2 separate regions of the Gossypium arboreum genome follow, and region 2 is linked to region 1. The links are chromatin contacts, called in public Hi-C maps. All regions are on one chromosome and are shown on one strand. Each heading gives the region's core, a stretch centred on a gene start, on an enhancer-like site or on the middle of the called end of the contact. The rest is flanking DNA. Distances are from core to core; before and after follow the strand shown. Region 1 holds the start of LOC108468073. Region 2 holds the start of LOC108467477 (light-inducible protein CPRF2-like).

Region 1 (5,317 bases), core at 506-3,005:
GACTTTATGTATGACATTATGAGCCCTGGTCTTATGTTGTCCCTCTCTATTCTTCTCTTTAGACCGCAAAGCTTTGTTCATAAGTAATGGAGTCTTGAAACGCAAGCCACTGGCACAGTACGGAGTTTTCGCTGTAAAACTGTTGGCCAAATCTTTACTTTGAGCAACCTGCAATCACATGTAGGCTGATTCAGATATATTGATAATACGGAAAAAAACAACTGCAGCTCAAGCAAGAATCAAGTTCATATCATAAAGAACAATGTGGAAGGCAACAAGAAGATATTTTCTTGAATTCATTCGAAACGACTTATCACGAGTTATGCTATGCTTTATAGAGAGAGAGCTCTAATAAACTTAAACATTTAGAAAAGAGAATTTAGGTCCAAAGCACGATGAATGCAAGGGGCATTTACCTTCCCAACCACCATCCATTTGTTACCATGCCAAGCCTGCCTAACCCTTAAACTTGACACATGGAATTCTTTAAGTAGGATGGACCCAAACAACTTAATGACAAATGAATCATTGTTCTTTAACACCTTTGCAACCTTTCCTATCCTCCAACACTGGATATCGAACACCTCAGCTACATCCCCGACTGCCCAATTCTTCCGGTTTACATATGGAGGCAATGGTCTAACGTCCTTCCCTTTCACCGTCTCCACCACCCTTCTTCCTTCACAGTCTGTAAACAGTTTGTACCTAACAATATAGTAGTCACCATCTGCTGAAAGAATATTACCAGTAAACCAGGAACCACATGGATCATCTTCTCTTCTCAAAACCTCCACCAAGTTCCCTTTTCTGAACTTCATTTTTCTTTTGAACTCTTATTATGCTTGATCCCGAAAAACAAGACTGAAATATAAAACAAAATTAATACCACTGATATTGTGATTGCTAAAAGAGATCTAAAAGTGATCCTGAGTCGAGTGGAAAGGAGCTCAATGCCAAGCAAAATTTTGAGATCGAATCTTGTGAATGGAAAGAAAACAGTGGAGAGAGTTTTATCCCGTTTTGGGGGTCTAATTCCCAAAACATTCAATTGCCAAATAAGAAAATTGTAATCTTCAAGAACTCCATGAAGCTAGTTTATATAGAGATATAATCAAATCTAATTAGAAAAAATAAGATTGATGCTACAAACAGGGAACATTCTGCAACCAAACTCAAATGAACTCATTCAGCCAACAGTTTTCAAAAACATCAATCAACCCATGGTTTTGCAATCCTCAAAAACACCCAGAAAAAAGAAACTGAAATAATTAAAAAACTAGCACTTACCCAGAATTGAACATCCTAAAATTATGAACTATAATAAGACAAAAACAAAAACAAAATTAGAAATTGAGAAGGAATTCCAATTCAATTCAATTGAAAACTTTTAATTAATTGAATGGGACTGACCTGAGAGTAAAAGTGAAGAAATGAAAACGAACAGGACGCAGTTTACTTGCGGTCATGACCACATCCTTACGCAAAATTGGTTTATTTTGCGCTCTCTTTTGATTATTATTTAAGTAAAAAAAAAAAACCCTACTAATCAAAGATTAACTCATTTTTGAAGAAATAAATGATGGGGATAATTCATAGTTTTAGACAAAATCTTTGCCATGTTGGACCATTGATTTCATTACAACCTCAGCATCGACATGCCTTATGAGACCATTAAAAAAACAGGTCTTTAGTTCCTGTACAAAATCAAAGAATACAGAATCATGATTAAGCATAAATTCCATCATGATTATTTGGATTTTGATTATATTATATTTTTTAAAAAAAATCCTTGTTATTTGAAATTAATGCTACATAACTAGCTTCTTGTCTTTAAACTTAGAAATAGTTTATAGTTAAAAATTACTTCAAAGCTTGACAATAAGGTCATTTCCTATAAGGGCATTTTGGACTATGTTGCATATGTATGACGTAAGCTGTAACCGTAACATAAAATAACAAATGCCCTTATCATATCTTTTCCATGGTTTTGAAGATTTTGAAATTCCATCTCTAAATAAAATGAAATTACCCCTTCTTAAATTTTACATGTGCCCGTAAGTAGGGCTAAATAGCTAATTAAAAAAAATCTAAATATCATTTTTAATCCCGTTTAATTTTATTAAATTTGGCTTATTATAATTTAAATATATTTCAACCGATTTTCGGTTTACAAAATAAAAAAAAATGATATAATAATAAATTTAATTCTTAATGTTTATATTTTTTTCAAGTGACTCTTACTTTTTAAAAGCTAAATTTAGCCATCAACTTTCAAAAATAGTTGTATCATTTTTTTCTAAAGGAAATGATGATTAAAACATTAAATTTTAACATTGTTGGCGTGATAACTTACATGTCAACCTATTCATGGGCCAGGCCATCTAGTCTAGTCTGAAGGCCCGTTCGAAAAATGAGAGGATTTTAGGTCTCGAGTAAGGCTTTTTTGGCCTAAGCCCGGCCTGAATATGCAAAAAAAAAATTGCATTATTTTTCTATTTTTTATTATTTTATTGCTATTTTATTGTTGGCTTTTTCACTATTTTGGTACAATTTCACAATTATGTTGCTACTATTTTTTTGTTATTATTTGGATATTGTATAAATTTTATTTTATTGTTAATTTTATTACTATTTTAGAGACATCTGTTTGTTAAGTTGCACATATCTTTTTTACTTTTTGCAAAATAGACTAGTATATTAATGAAAGAAAAGATAGGAATGGGCTAACAAAATTCACAGGCCCACCAAAAAATGAAAACAAAACCCAATAATGGTAAAACCTTAAAATTATTACCAAAGAAATAGACAAATTAAAATTAAACAGAAAATTAAAATAAACTTCCAATCTGATAACAGTTGGAGTCCAATTAGCATTTCCACAATTAATGCACCGATTCCAGTCCCAGAAAAGCGGTTTCCAAAATCCCACTTTCCTGTTTTCTTTCTATGCATAGACCCCCTATCAAACAACCCTCAGTCAGGTTCCCTCATTCTCCGTTGATCCACCTCCAATGTTCGTTGCTCAGGGACTATTCCGATCAGGTATGCTCACGCTCCTTTCATCGCTTCTCTAGCTAAGTTGTGACCGATAATATTTGCAAATTTGTATGTATGTTGAAAGGTTATTTGGTGAAAAAATTGTTTTTGCTGCTGAATGTTCCATATTATATCCCCAATCACTGATTTGTTAGTCTTCTCTGAGTTACTTTTTTTTATTACTAATATCGAGTCTCCTTCAATGATAACTGATGCGAACCCCATCTATTTTCCCATAAACATTGCTTGGAGGCACACAAGGGCCTCTCCTGCAAATGAAGAGGCCACCTCTCCGTGAGCCACTGTTTAGAATGCGAGGACCTCCCCCGAAGCATTTCTAACCACCACCCCTAAGACTGATTTTACCCGAGAGTCATCAAAAGCAGTGTCGAAATTAAGTTTGACAACAGAACCAACTGGTAGCCACCAAACTATGGACTCGTGCCTCGTGGTAAAATCTCGAACCTCATACCCCTCTAGTTCCTTAATATATTTGTTTATCCATGCAACAATTTCCAGGCCCATACTTTTCTTTCCTTCATGTAATCATTTGTTTCTGTCTGTCCAGATCGCCCACAAAGGGTAGCAAAATACTCGACATTAAATGCTTGAACTACTCTTGAACACCCAGGTAAGCCACTCCTAGTGTGACAAAATCAATTCTGTTAATACCCATTCCAGATTCAAGCTAATCCAAACTTCTCGCCTCACAGGGCATTCTTCGAAGATATGGTCAATGTTTTCAGTAACTGCTCCATATTTGGGACATACTACCACCGAGAGCAATCTCTTGCACCAAAGATTAACAAAATGAGGATTAAAATTTCAAGAAAATTTCCATAATAGGATTTTAATTTTCCTTGGAATGTGAATATTCCATCATTTTTTGTAAAATAAATTAGCCTCAGTTTGTAAATAATTAGGAAGAAAGCCATGTAAAAGTTTATAAGCACTTCGCACAGAGAATTCTTTAGAGGCTTGCCCCTTCCATACCATGAAGTCCGCATGAGGTTCCATTGCTAAGGGAATTCACACAATTCTGTTTGCCTTTTCTCTAGAGAAGGTAGAATAAATAAAATCAGACTTTCATTCTCTCTTTTGTTCATCAATAAGATCTGCCACTTTACTTAGCTCAATGGAATTCCTAATTGATTCTGCCTTATAACTTATAGTTCCAGGGAGCCACGCATCAGCAACAATTGAAATATTCTAACCTATTCCCACCTTTCAGCAAATCACATATTTCAGCAATCCTTTAGCTACCCATACACTGTTCCAGATATATGAAGGTAGTTTTCCTAACTCAAAATTAAGAAAATTTGTATTTGTAAAATACTTAGCCTTTAGAACTTTCGTTAATATTGAATCTGGATAATTAAGAATGCGCCAACCTTGTATAGCTAATAATGCAACATTGAATTTGGATAAACTACGGAATCCTATACGCCCATTCTGGAACTGCTCCAATGAATCCCTTTTCGCCTTTATCCTTTTTGCCACCAAAATTGAGCCATTATGCTGTCCAATTCCATACGCAAGGACTTTGGAAGTAAAAAATAGGTCATAGTGTAAGTGGGTATAGCCTGTAAAATGGCTTTAATAAACCCTTCTTTACCTCTTTGAGAAAGGAATCTCAAATTCCAATTCCCAATCCGTTGCTTCATGCGATCCTTTAAGAGTTGAAAAGAAGCTTTTTTATTTTTCCCCACAACAGTCCCACAACATTTGGCAAACCAAGATATATTTCCATATTATTTGAATTTCTCACCCCAAGAATATTGAAAACAACTCACCTAGACTTCTACAAAGTGTTGCTACTATAAAAAATCGTTGATTTGTCGTAATTGATGCTTTGCCCTAAGCATCTTTCGTATTCCCTTAGGATTGATTTCAAAACTTATGCACCCCTCTTGCTACCTTCTCCAAACAACACACTGTCATCAGAAAACAATAAATGAGAAATCGATGGACCCCCTCTACTTGCTTTTTCTCCTTTAATCGACCCATCCATCAAGGCCATCGTTATAAGCGCATAAAGGCCCTCACTAAACATTAAAAACAAGAAAGGACTAAGAGGGTCCCCTTGTCTAATTCCTCTCGCCGGTTTAAATGTCTAGCCACTTTTTCCATTAATAATTACTGAATATGAAACTGAAGTGTTGCACTTCAATATATTTTTCACCCACAAAGTATGAAATCTCATCTGTAACATCATAACTTTTAGAAAATACCACTCCACCTTATCATACGCTTTGCTTATGTCTAACTTAAATGCTGTAAA
Region 2 (5,916 bases), core at 2,137-4,636, 180 kb after region 1:
AGATGCAAGACTGTGCTTCACAGTTTGCAACGGTCCAAACACTGACATTAACATCTGATGTCCAACAAGGTAACTCCAGTGTATTAACACGAGAGATCATGTCAGTATCCATTATGTAAATTTCAGAGAGACATTCAAATCATAAATAATTTCAAGTATATTAACAGTCAGAACACACCATAGAACTGAGTGTGTCAGTACTGGACAAGTCCAGCAGATCCCTGAAATGGAGCACATACAGATCACCAAAACCAAATTAATCTCCCTTCACCGAGAGAATTGCAGCTACTAAATTCTGAAAGCTCATTTTCTATTTAATCCTTTAATCCTAGATTAAGGAAAATGAATTACCCATGGCTTTTCAGAATTTGACTGACTAATCTTCACAAACTTCATGATGTCACAATAACATATTCTCCTGTCATTTATATGGAAGTAAATTTTGAACTTTCAGCAGGAACCATAAGTCAAACTAACTGAAGAATAACTGGACCAAAGTAAGAAAAGGCAAATTAGGCAATGGTGATGATGACGAACTGATGCTGATGGTTTACCTTTGCTCTTAATGTTTCTATATCAGCCTTCAGAATTCTATTGTCCACAGCAGCTTCGTCATACTTGTGATTCGTGTCAGTGAGACTCTTGAGTAATGTAGAATGTTCAACTCTTAGTTGGCCAACCTAGAAAAAATCACTTACAGGATTAAAAATAACAATAAAACAAACTGCACCAGACCATTAAGGGGTAGGAGGAATGATGTAGTAAAACCTGCGCTTCAAGTTCATTCATATGTGCTTGCTTTCTTCTCCTTGAGCGTCTAGCTGATTCTCGATTTGACCGCATTCTGAGCCATCCACAATATACCAATTAATTCAGGGCAATTTTGTGATTTCATCACCAAATCAAAGATTGAATTTAGTGAGAATTTACTAATTCACATGTCTAGTAGTGAGATAAGTAATTACTGCTTAGAATGTTTGTGCTTTAAACCAATATATTGATTTAAGAAAACACAAAAAGAAAAATCCCTGAGCCAATAGCTGAGATTAATTCTTGAAAAAGACAACAGAACTATGTTCGACTAAGAGGTATAGAATTGTAAGTTGAAGCTCTATTTGCAATATAACTATTTGATCTTTTTGAAGATACGAAATTAGTTCTTATAGCTATTACTTAAAAGAGATGCTAGTCTTTTTAATTAGGATAAAAAGAAGAGAAAAGGAAATCAAACATGTTAAGCGAAAGAGAATAAATAACAGAAAGCATCTCAAACTCCTCAAAACAATCAATAATACAAGTCAAAAATAGAAAACATGATTACCTCCTTGCACGTTTTGCATCAGCCGGATCCATGTTGTCAGTAGTTTCAGTATCTCTAAGTTCATCATCATCTGAATCTTCTCCTGATGACACACTTGTTGTTTGCCTCATTTGTACCTTTGATTTTGTCTGTGTAGTAGACATAGCCAGGACTTCACTAGGTGTAGCATCTAGTTCACCCTGTCCTTGAGCCTTTGAGGAACCTACAATGGTAGAATTTGTATCAGCTAGTTATTATTATATGTAAAGCAGTCATTGAAAAAGGAGAACGAAATTAATGCAAGAAGAGCTCCAAAGATCTTTACAATATTTTCTACAGATTAGATATTAGGAAATGTGAAGAAAAAGAAGTAGGAAGGAAAATGGAGAAGTGGAGAAAAATGAAAAATAAACAGGATAATATTTCATTTCTTGTTTGAATGCCTATGTAAAGTTTATAAGAAACTAATAAAAATTATCAAATCTAGTAAAGAAAATTAATTCCATTTTTATGTATCCCTCCATCTTTCTTCTCATATTCCTTTCCTTCACTCTTTCAGAACAAACATGAATCAAAGATTGAGTTACGTTGCACCTTGTGAAGACAGAAAACATTAGTAACTAGCAGTTATTATTTATTAGGAATAATCATGCATGATACGTGCAGGATGGCTCCAGTAAAAACTAAATGAAAAACAATGCTTCCCTATAGTTCACCAAGCAGCAAAAAAATCATTGATGTAGTTAACTTAAAGGATCCAAACTACAGAAACATTCATGTCATTCATTCTGCTACTATCTCACCCTCAACAAATCACAAACTAGATGAACTACATTTGATTCAAAACCATATAGACTTTTCATAGTATAGAAGGGGCTGACTGCCATCAGAAAAACTAAACCTGTTGAAGCAGTGCAGCCTCCTAATACAATGAAACATGCTTATGGGACAGAAACTGCTTATCTCCCAGTATAAGACTAGTGATCTTCCCAACTACACTCCAACTCCAACTGAATTTGAGTAAGGCAGATGCCTTTATCATTTTGCCGAAATACAAGTATTCAGAGCAAATTTTTACAGAAATCCTAGCTCTCCTTCGATAAAAAACATATATTACAAATAAAAATTGACTCCCTTAAAATCTAACTACTGCTCAGGAATAGAATTACCCCTTAGAACTAACATGAAATCGGCTCCTTAAAATTTGAAACGTAAGGAAATAACTAAAATTAATTTACAGGGTTGCGTAAGTCGTATGCTTATATCACAGAAGTTGCATTCAAATATCAGAGTGAATAAGAAACGTGAACGGTCCTTCATCCTTACTCTAAACAAGTTCAATCTATTGCATTTGAGAAAAAAGGAAAGTCTAAAAAACTCGAATTCATTAAAAAGAACAAGTCAGATCAGAGGCATGCAAAGCAAAAGCTTACCTTGAATTTGGGATCTCGATTGAAGCGCTTGATCTTCAGCTTGCGCAGAGAAAACTTCTGCCTTAACAGATGATGCCTGAATAATATTTATTTTTCAGAAAAAATATCTAATATGACTTATAATATTTAATAATAAATCCAATTGGAAATCGAGATTGGAGAGAGAAGAATACACGAGAGAGAGCAACAGCTGCGCAGGCTTGATGGAGCTTGTCCTTGAGGATCGCGCGGTACTCATCCGAGTCAATCGAGAACGTCGGTGCCAGATCGGACGGCGGACTGTTATGATTCTGATTACCAGGTCTTTTGATCTCCACCACGTCACCTTCACCATCGGCTTCTTCAGATTTCGAAACGGACGGCCGAGGTTCCGCCAAGGATGGACCGATCACACTCTCGTCCGAACGCGACACCGGGATCGCCCCGCCCGAACCAGAAAACTCTTCAATAAAATTGTCAAAAGCCCACTCCGATTGGCTTCGGCTCATCCCCGGCGGAGCCGCCCAAAAGGAGTCCGAGAAATCGTCAACTGAGAACTCAGTATGCATCGTTTTCAGTGAAATCCTTTTCCCTTCTTTTTCTCCACAATGCAATTCGCCTTCCTCTCTCTTTCTTCCAGCTTGTTTTTATCATTTAAAATTATATGCGGGAACAAACAGAATATATCCACTAACATTCCACTGGTCAAATTTTGATTTTAGTCCTTTTACTATAATCAAACTAAAAATTTAGTTCATATATTATAATTCGACATAACTTTTTAATCTCTGTATTTTAGTAACATCATTAATTAATCCAAGTATTTATATATTTTAATTAATAAAGTAGCGTAATAAGTTGAAAAATGTGTTTTTATTAAAATATAAGTCAATTAAACTAATTGATTAATAAAATTATAAAAGTAAAAAGAAAATAAAACTCTTGAAGACTCGGGTTTGAGTAATTATGATATGTGAATCTCCTTTTTACTTTGTGAATATGCCTTATATGAGTTGTGTTCGATTAGTTTTGAATTAGTCCTCATCCTCTTTGTATTGTATTGGTTGAAATCTATATTATTGTCCATGGAACATATATTTATACCAATCTTGTGATGTTTTTGAACTAGTGAAACTTTAAAAAGAATATACAGGGATAAAATCCTAAATTTGAGCACAATAAAAAGTACCAAAACCATAATTTGATCAGTTCTTACAATAATACACGTGTTAGTTAATACATGGGTGGGGAGGGCGGCTATTGGTAGAAATTGGAACACTTGATGATGTGCGCGGGCTAAGACAGTAAAAAAGAGAAGATGGGAGCAAAAAGTGTAGTGTACGTATTAGGGAAAAGTTAAAAATAGGGCCCAGTCGGTGGGGAGTTTCAACTTTCAACTTGGGTTTGGGCAAAAAGTAAATAAAGATAGTAGCTGTCATTGACAATACTGAAAGAAAGCAAGACGATAGACCCAGTCATTTTACTGTACGGCTTCACACGTAACATCCTATTTCCCTATGTCTTAAGCAATGTATATTTTATCGTTCCTTCGCTTTCAAACAAAACACTTTTCCCTGCCTTCTTACCGCCATGCCGGCACGCCCGGCCTTTGGGCCGGTCGTTGTTAACATATCTCCCTTTATTTCTCTTTTTCGCTTTTTTTCCTACCCCTTTCCATAAAATAACCCAACTCTCTCCTTCCCTATGCCCTTTGACGCCGGAATGGAGGGAGAGAAACTCGACCACCTCGTGGCTTTCCACAACCTCTTTATGGAGTTGATCCCTTTTCTCCGATCGAGGATTCCTTCGGCCTATTTTTGCTACTGCTCTTGACAAGATTCGTCGTCGCAGACAACTACAAGCCTTTGCAAGCTCGAATATGGTGAAGCCGATCTAGTGAAACCAAATCCTTGTAGTTTGGTGACCGATGCCGGTAACCAAGGTTGTGGCATCCTTTTTATTAGTGGTCCTGACTCCTGATGGTCTCCATGGTCATGACGGCGCTTCTTCTACCCGATCTTGCTGCAGTCTCAGCTTTCCCTTAGTGGTGTTGGAGGCATGGCAACTTCCTTGTCTCTCAAGCATCTCCAATGGTCTTCTCCTCTCCCGCTGTGGCTACTGGCGGCGGGTGGTGGGCAATTAGGCTAGGGTTTGGGCTTGGGTTAAACCCATTTATTGACTGCTTGATCTCTTGAGCTTATTTAGCCCATCTGCTTGTAATCTTAACTAGTGAAATGAAGTTCATATTTCTTTGTAAAAAAAAAAACTTGTATATTTTAACCCCTCATACATTATAAAAGAATTTCATCCTCATATTTTTATTTTCAAAATTTTAACCCCTAAAAATTCTTATCTAATTAATAACTCTATTGAAATTTTATGTTATCTATTCTGACATGGAATTTATAAATAAAATAAGGCTTTTAGAAGGTAAAATTTTAAAAGAAAAAATATAAAAATCTAAAATAGTAACAATGTTCTTCATCTTCTTCTTACACCTTCCACCATACAATCGAAACGACAACCCAAAGACACTCCATCTTCTTCTTCACTGATCCTAAGTGTAGAAACCTTTGAAATTGAAACCTTAAAATTATAATAAAAAACATTTAACTCATTTCATTTGTTATAGTTTTTCATTGAAATCTCGAACTCATTTTCCAAAAACCCACACCAATTTTCTTCATCTTCTTACACCTTCCACCAATATAATCTCTCTCATCTATTAAACCTGAAAAAATATAATATGTGGATGAACTTTCACAAATTTCGATTATGGTAAGGAGGCTATAAATTGGGGATTTCGTCGATTAAAGGCTCTGAAGGAAATTTTCGATTTCAAAGTTAGGAATTTCGTGGGTCGTAAGGGCAACTGGAAATGAGTTAGGGATTTCGATAATAAAAAACCCATAAAAATTATATTATCGATCTCAAGGATTCTTGTAAGGTTTCAAATTTCATGGGAGATCAGTAGTAGATAAGAAGATGGAGTAAAGACAAAGCGATTTTTCGGGATGAGATTAAAAGTACTGAAGCAATTCTTTTTACTGTTTGACTTTTATGTGATTACTTTTTAAAATTTTACAAATCTCAATATAGGCATCAGAAATTTTTTAAAAGAAATTAAATTAACAAAGTCAACTTTTTGAAAATAAAATTCGGATAACTAATTTCCTAAAACATGAAAAGTTAATATCTAATTAA

The links. A called contact is a pair of places that touch in the nucleus more often than the background predicts.
Region 2: a Hi-C map of leaf shows a contact between it and region 1, with 2.6 times the contacts expected there. The contact joins the promoter of LOC108467477 here to the promoter of LOC108468073 in region 1. A contact is called at or near these places in 2 of 5 Hi-C or Micro-C datasets (both in leaf).

Annotation. Positions count from the first base shown.
Region 1 is chr8:130,561,964-130,567,280 of ASM2569848v2, forward strand. LOC108468073 reads right to left here and starts at 1,756. Exons shown (of 4, transcript XM_017768929.2): 1 at 1,411-1,756; 2 at 1,288-1,315; 3 at 417-861; 4 at 1-168. The coding sequence starts at 818. It overlaps LOC108469022 (a long non-coding RNA gene), which reads left to right and starts at 2,825. Exons shown (of 3, transcript XR_001869024.2): 1 at 2,825-3,487; 2 at 3,605-3,667; 3 at 3,750-4,172.
Region 2 is chr8:130,739,264-130,745,179 of ASM2569848v2, forward strand. LOC108467477 (light-inducible protein CPRF2-like) reads right to left here and starts at 3,387. Exons shown (of 6, transcript XM_017768098.2): 1 at 2,907-3,387; 2 at 2,734-2,809; 3 at 1,322-1,523; 4 at 769-844; 5 at 555-680. The coding sequence starts at 3,281. LOC128296558 (a long non-coding RNA gene) reads right to left here and starts at 546. Exons shown (of 3, transcript XR_008287184.1): 1 at 352-546; 2 at 179-221; 3 at 1-73.